2 separate regions of the Bos taurus genome follow, and region 1 is linked to region 2. A link is a contact called in public Hi-C data. All regions are on one chromosome and are shown on one strand. The core of a region is the stretch at or near the end of the contact, and the rest is flanking DNA. Distances in the headings are between cores, read along the strand shown.

What was found. Hi-C and Micro-C count contacts between places; a contact is called where the count stands out from the background.
Region 1: a contact with region 2 is called in a Hi-C map of skeletal muscle, with 5 times the contacts expected there. A contact is called at or near these places in 2 of 11 Hi-C or Micro-C datasets (liver and skeletal muscle).

Annotation. Positions count from the first base shown.
Region 1 is chr14:19,943,681-19,946,799 of ARS-UCD2.0, reverse strand. It overlaps SNAI2 (snail family transcriptional repressor 2), which reads left to right and starts at 1,784. Exons shown (of 3, transcript NM_001034538.2): 1 at 1,784-1,974; 2 at 2,662-3,119. The coding sequence starts at 1,896.
Region 2 is chr14:19,672,349-19,675,861 of ARS-UCD2.0, reverse strand. No RefSeq gene overlaps it. Among named protein-coding and RNA genes, the nearest start is that of UBE2V2, 81 kb to the right of the region's middle.

The DNA.
Region 1 (3,119 bases), core at 535-3,034, 270 kb before region 2:
AAACAAACACCAGAATGCCTCCAGCCCCCTCACTGTGCTGAGCAGACTCTGGGTGGAGCTGAAGGAGGAAGTCAGTGCATTGGCATCTGGGTTTTCTCAAGGGGGTCGCGTCCCTGAGAAAGTGCCTCCTGCAGGAAACGGGCTGGGAGGGGCGAGAAGAGCTCCTTTCCCAATAAACTGGCCAATCTGAAATCAAAGTGCTAGTCTCTCAGTCGAGTCCAACTCTTTGAAACCCACCCCATGGATTGTAGCCTGCCAGGCTCCTCTGTGCATGGAATTCTCCAGGCAAGAATACTGGAGTGAGTAGCCACTCCCTCACAAAACAGAAATTCGGAAAGTTGCTCTGGGTTTATCCTGCAGTTCACAGTTTGTGGAGGACTCTGATGCATATTCATATTTTCCTGGCACCCATGAAAACTGCTTCTTTCAACATAAAGGTTCATCTAAATTCCTTTCTCTGGTGTTTGAACCAGTGACTGTTGGGAGGAAAGTAAAGGGATCCTCCACAATAGCGAGGCAGCTGGGGCCCCGCCCTCCCTGCCGCCTCACCGCAAGATTAAGAAGTTATGTGCCAGACATGCGCCTTCCTCTTGCAAGTCTTGACTTCAACTGTTATTTTTCCACTTGTTTTTTTTTTTTTTTCTCCTAGCACCTGTTCGAATCAAGGGTAGAGTGGTCTGATTGCAAATTTGTTCTTTCCTTAATTTTTAAGCAAGAGGTGGAAAGGAGAAGAGATGCTTGAAAACATGGTTGAAATGTCGTTTTTACAACCAGCCACTCTAGTGTATTTTTAGACTCAATACCGTACACAAAATCAAGGTGTTTCTGCTAGTTGCCCGGCTAGTATAGAAACTTAACCAAGCGCTACAGAGGAGGCACCCTTTCCTTAAAAACGCCACACAGGAGAGTGGCAGAGAGATGATGCGGTGACTTTATACTGAAAAAGGCACCACAAAAAGCAAATAAATGTTTGAAACTATTATCCCTAAGGGCCCATTCACGCTTTTTTCCATTAAAAAAAAAAAAAAAAAAACAAACCACCTAGTGATGCATGATAAGATAGAAGCGCTTCTCAGAGGCCTCTGGGAGAGCGTTCCAGATTCCCACGACAGGGACCTTAGTTCATCCTTCCCTCTCATCCTGGGGTCCCGCTTCTCCCTGGACGTGGGTCCTTCGGGGGCCACAAAGCGCTTCTTTCAAGCCCCGATGTTAACAAGTGACACGACCGCTTTATTTCCCGAGGAAGCGCCCCCCTACCCCCAGCCGCCGGGACACGAAGCGCATCCCCAGCGCGCGAAGCGGACGGGTCTCGACCCGGGCTGCCCCCTTGCAGGCCCGCGGCTCACTCACTGGGGCTTTGTCCTCGCCGCTACCTTCCTTTTTCAAAAGCCAGGAGTGAATTGCTCTGTCCCTGTGCGCGCCAAAGCTCTCCAAAGCCGCGAGGCTCCGGGAGCCCAGAGCCCAGCCTTCCCAGCCGGCGCGGAACCCGCACCTGAAAGCCAGGCCCGGCGGCGGACCCAGCGCGCCCGGAGCAAGGACGCCCGGCTCTGCGCTCAGGAAGGAAAACGACCTCTCCCGAAAAGACTGAAGCACTTTTTTCCTCTCCACTGAAAGCCCGGGGCACAGCCCATTTTGAACCAGAATAATTTAGTCTGACAACAGATTCCTCCTCTGCTCACAGCTGGCCCAGAGGGAGGAGCTGAAATCTGAACCTCTCGGCTGTGATTGGACCCTTCTCGCGAAAGAGAGGAAAAAAAGGCCTCCCCGCCGCCACCGCGGGCTCAGTCCGCGAGGAGCCCGCGACCTGGCGGCGCCGCGCGCGCACCTGCGGGGCAGAGATGCTGTAGGACCGCGCGCCCCGCGCCCAGCGCTCCGCGCCCCGCGCCGCCGCCAGGATGCCGCGCTCCTTCCTGGTCAAGAAGCATTTCAACGCCTCCAAGAAGCCCAACTACAGCGAGCTGGACACACACACAGGTAAGGGAAGGCCAGATGTCCGCATCTCAGTCTGTAAATAGGTAACGACAGGGGTGTGCCGCCGCTCGACTTTGATACTAAAGAGCAGGACACCCAGGCTGTCTGCTCCCGAAAGAGCGGTCCTTCCTCAGATCGTTCGGGCTCGGGTTTAATTCAAAACTTCCACACTCTGAGCTGGCGAGGAGAACTTCCCTGGGCTCTTGCGACGTCACGTTCCGCAGCGTGTACATACTTGCATAATGAGGACGTGGAAGCTGGGTGAGGCAGTGCGTGAACGTTGAATTATTGCCTTTTTCATGTAATAAGGCTCCTTTCCTCCAGAAAGAGGCTTGATTTACGCCAATCCTTGTACTTACCGGCGTGAGCCAAGCAAGCAGCCCACGCATAAGATGGAAGAGAACTTTTCTGTATCTTTAGAAAGTGGGTAGGTTTCCCTCTGCGCTCGCTGGTCGCAGGGCTGGGCAGCCCCCCACACTCGCTCGTATGCGGGGCCAGGGATTGGGGGGTGCACAAATGAGCCTTAAGCGCAGTGACCGCGAGCAGCAGCGGCGGAAAACTTATGTCCTCCCAGCGCCTGACTGCTCCTGGGGAGTCTGTCTCCTCGTTCCCTGCGCGTGCAGCCTGGCTCTTCTCTGCGCTTTCACGGTGCCCTCTGTCTCACGCCCCGCTCCTCTCCTCTCTCCGCAGTGATTATCTCCCCGTGTCTCTACGAGGGCTACCCCGTGCCTGTCATCCCACAGCCGGAGGTCCTCAGGTCGGGAGCCTACAGCCCCATCGCCGTGTGGACCACCGCCTCTCCCTTCCACGCCCCGCTGCCCGCTGGCCTCTCCCCTCTGTCCGGATACCCCGCATCCTTGGGGCGCGTGAGTCCCCCTCCTCCGTCCGACACCTCATCCAAGGACCACAGCGGCTCCGAGAGCCCCATTAGCGACGAAGAAGAAAGGCTACAGTCCAAGCTTTCAGACCCCCACGCCATCGAAGCTGAAAAATTTCAGTGCAATTTATGCAATAAAACCTATTCGACCTTCTCAGGGCTGGGCAAACACAAGCAGCTGCACTGTGACGCCCAGTCCAGGAAATCCTTCAGCTGTAAGTACTGTGACAAGGAATACGTGAGCCTGGGCGCCCTCAAGATGCACATTCGG
Region 2 (3,513 bases), core at 7-2,506:
TGCATGGCTTAAGGGTCTCTTCCCACAGAAGGCAGAGTCCACGGAGGCCCACCACTTGGTCTGCTTCGGGCACCAGAGGTCTGCAGCCTCAGGTGCCATCTGGTGAGTGGCTACCACCCCACACTCACTCACCCCTGAGCCCCGCTCCTGCGGCTCCCCCGTGTGGGGAGCCACTCCCGGAGCCTTCCCAGGGCCACCTTTCCTTGGGGCACTCTCTCTGCCCTGGCCACTTAGACCATCATATCACAGCCCAGACACTGGTCGTCCTGTGATAGGCCCAACTCCTTCAAGCAAGAAAGGAAAATAGGGAGTCTGCCCACATGTGCCCCTGGGAGAAAGAACCCTCGTGAGCCCAAGGGCCAGCTGCTCCCAGCTGGGCAGGCAGGAGAAAAGGGTCACCTTCCTTTCAGCAAAGGCCTCTTCACAAAGCAAAAAGCCACACCAGCCAAGCCATGCTGACAGGCTTCCTCGCCACTGTCGGGGCCTGGACACAGGGAGCGTGCATGGGTGGACATGCAGACCTGCTGCTTTACCATCATCGCCATCTCTGGCCACCCCAGCAGCTCCAAGCCTTCTAACACGGCTGGACGAACATGAATGTTATCTCTCCCACACAAACAACTGCTTCCAGTAGTAACTGCAGGTGTTCCTGTGTACACAACAAGAACAAATACTAAAACTGTGTAACACTACAGAAAGGTGTAACACTCAAGAAATACTTCTAAAAATTATCAGAAAAATTAATTCAAGCCCCGGCCCATGCCACCCCTGCAACCAGCCAGGGAAACCGCAATCTTCCCTGAACACCCCACCTCTGTCTCAAAGGAACGTGTTTCCAAAAGACATTTCTTCCAAGGTTTCCCTTGGGGCAGGTGCCTCCCGCAGTTGTGTGACGTCAGTTGTGTGACGTCAGTTGTGGCTTCTCAGCCTCCCCTTTCACTGCATCCACCCCAGGACGGGTCCAAGACCCCGCGGGGGCACCGAGCACTCGGCCTCCCGGGTCGGGAGGAAGAGCCAGCCCCGTCGTTTCCTAACTCTGTCCCTGCGTTTCCTTCCCGCAAAGCGGAAACTGGAGGCGGGACTCCAATGCGCAGGTGTGGCCTCAGGGCGCAAGGGGCAGGTGAGGTGCGGTGCGCTGCAGCTGCAGGTGCAGAAGCGCGGGCAGGTGAGGGGCGGGCAGGGGCGGGGCGCGGGCAAGTGCGGGGGCACGCAGGGCGCGTGAGCCCAACACTCGGTCCCCTGGCACATCCATTCGTGGAGCCGCGCGGGAAGCGCTCTAGCCCCGCCCCGCTAGCTCCTCGCCGGCCCGCGGCCCGCAGCGCAGCCGCTAGACTCAGGGACATCTGGCGGCCCCGGGCGGTACCCACTCTGATTGACAAACGTTTTCTGTACGAGGAGCAGGAAAGAAATCGCGGAAACGCTGCATGCAGCCTAGCAAACCCCCCGATTGCTGGAAAAGGGGCTGCGGGCGGTCCGTGCTCTGAGTCTCGAGCTGCTGGGCGGGTTTGGCTTTTAGTCCAACTCCTGTTTGCAGAACAGCTTCGCGGCCACGAGCCGGGAATGCAGCGGGTGGGCGGGCAGGTGCGCTGGGCTCAGGGCGGGCGATTGGGGGCGGGAAAGGCGGCCCTCAGGCGCGTGGAGGAAGGGTCAGCTCCACAGTCCGCAGGTCTGCGCGCTGAGTTCCTCCCCCACCCCCGCTCAGCGCGACGTCCATCGCAAGGACCAGCATATCTACATGCAGCTGCGATGTGAGCCAAGGACCGCGCCTCTTCCGCCAGGACAGAGTCACAGCACTGAGCGAAGACGCGGAAGTAAATCCGAGCCTTAGGACACGCTTCACGCCGTTTACATTTGCAAAGACATTTATTACTTAGGGTGGCAGGAAGTTTAAGTGCATGTGCCCAGTTACCACAGAGGGTGTTCTTGATATTAATACTTCTCCATATGGATAAGAATATTAATCACATAGTCACAATTCAAACATAGAAAATCAAGAAATGTAGAAATCTCATTTTTTAGAAAATAAAATATTTTAGAAGTTTTTTTTTTTTTTTTTTTAAGGAAACTTGCTTATGTGACTTATGGATACTTGGAGCAGTATACGGTGAAATTCCTGTGTTCATATACCACAGAGTGATGTCCCAGGAAAGTGCCAGTCTGCAACTGTGAACTGACCTGCTTGTGCTTGAATCTAAATAGTGTCCTGGAGTCTGAGTTTCCCTGATCTCAAGAGCTGCTGCTGCTGCCAAGTCGCTTCAGTCGTGTCTGACTCTGTGCGACCCCATAGACGGCAGCCCACCAGGCTCCCCTGTCCCTGGGATTCTCCAGGCAAGAACACTGGAGTGGGTTGCCATTTCCTTCTCCAATGCATGAAAGTGAAAAGTGAAAGTGAAGTCGCTTAGTCGTGCCCGACTCTTAGTGACCCCATGGACTGTAGCCCACCAGGCTCCTCCATCAATGGGATTTTCCAGGCAAGAGTTCTGGAGTGGAGTGCCATTGCCTTCTCCCAAGGGCTTCTAGTCTTTAGGAAAGAGAGTCCCTGGGAAGTATAACTACCATCCCACGTACACCTGTGATCTGCAGCGTCCAGCTTCCAGAGTCCCTGGACCATTTTTCAAATCACTCTGAGAACTACTACTGCTGTGTGTCCTAGTTACATGCCTGCCAGTAATGAGCGCATCATACTATTACATAACAAGACATCAAGAAAATGTCCTTATTTAAGGGAGAAAAAAGACAGGAATAGGACTTCCCTGGGGGTACAGTAGATAAGAATTTACCTGCCAATGCAGGGGATACGGATTTGATCCCTGGTCTGAGAAGATCCCACATGCCACGGGACAACTAAGATGTGTGCCACAACTCCTGAGCTGGCATGCCCTAGAGCCGGTGCTCCGCGATAAGAGAAACCGCTGCAATGAGAAGCTCATGCACCACAACTGGAGAGTCGCCCCCACTCGCCACAACCCGAGAAAGCCTGCGCAGCAGCGAAGACCCAGCGCAACCAAAAGTAAAATAAAAGTAAATAAATGATTTTTAAAGCAAAGAAATTTTAAAGACAAAAAGAACTAAGGAAAACCCGGCTGACTGAAGGCAGGACCAGTAAAAAGTTTTCACCTCAGTCCTTCCCCTGAGATGACCAGTGAGTCAAGGAGACAGGTTACCCCACGCCCCCTGACCAGCGTCTTTGAGATGGAGACCAGCCGTGCCCACTCCTTCTATCGCCCTGGGGCAGAGAGGCCGCTGGGTGTGCGTTTGTTTCCCCACAGGGCAAAGTTGGCCAGCGTCATCTCAGGACACCGTGTCCAAGAGAGCCTGCAGAGGAGGCAGGCAGCCAGACTCCTCTTCCAGCGGGAATCAAGTGGGCAGAAGGAAAGCCCCACAGCCCAACCCACAGTAGGGGCATCATCCACCAGGCCCTCTGAGGAGGAGAGGGGCCCGTCCCCTGCTTTTCCCGGTCCTCTGACAGCCCATGCCATGTCCTGGAACACTGACTCAGGAATGACTCAGAGA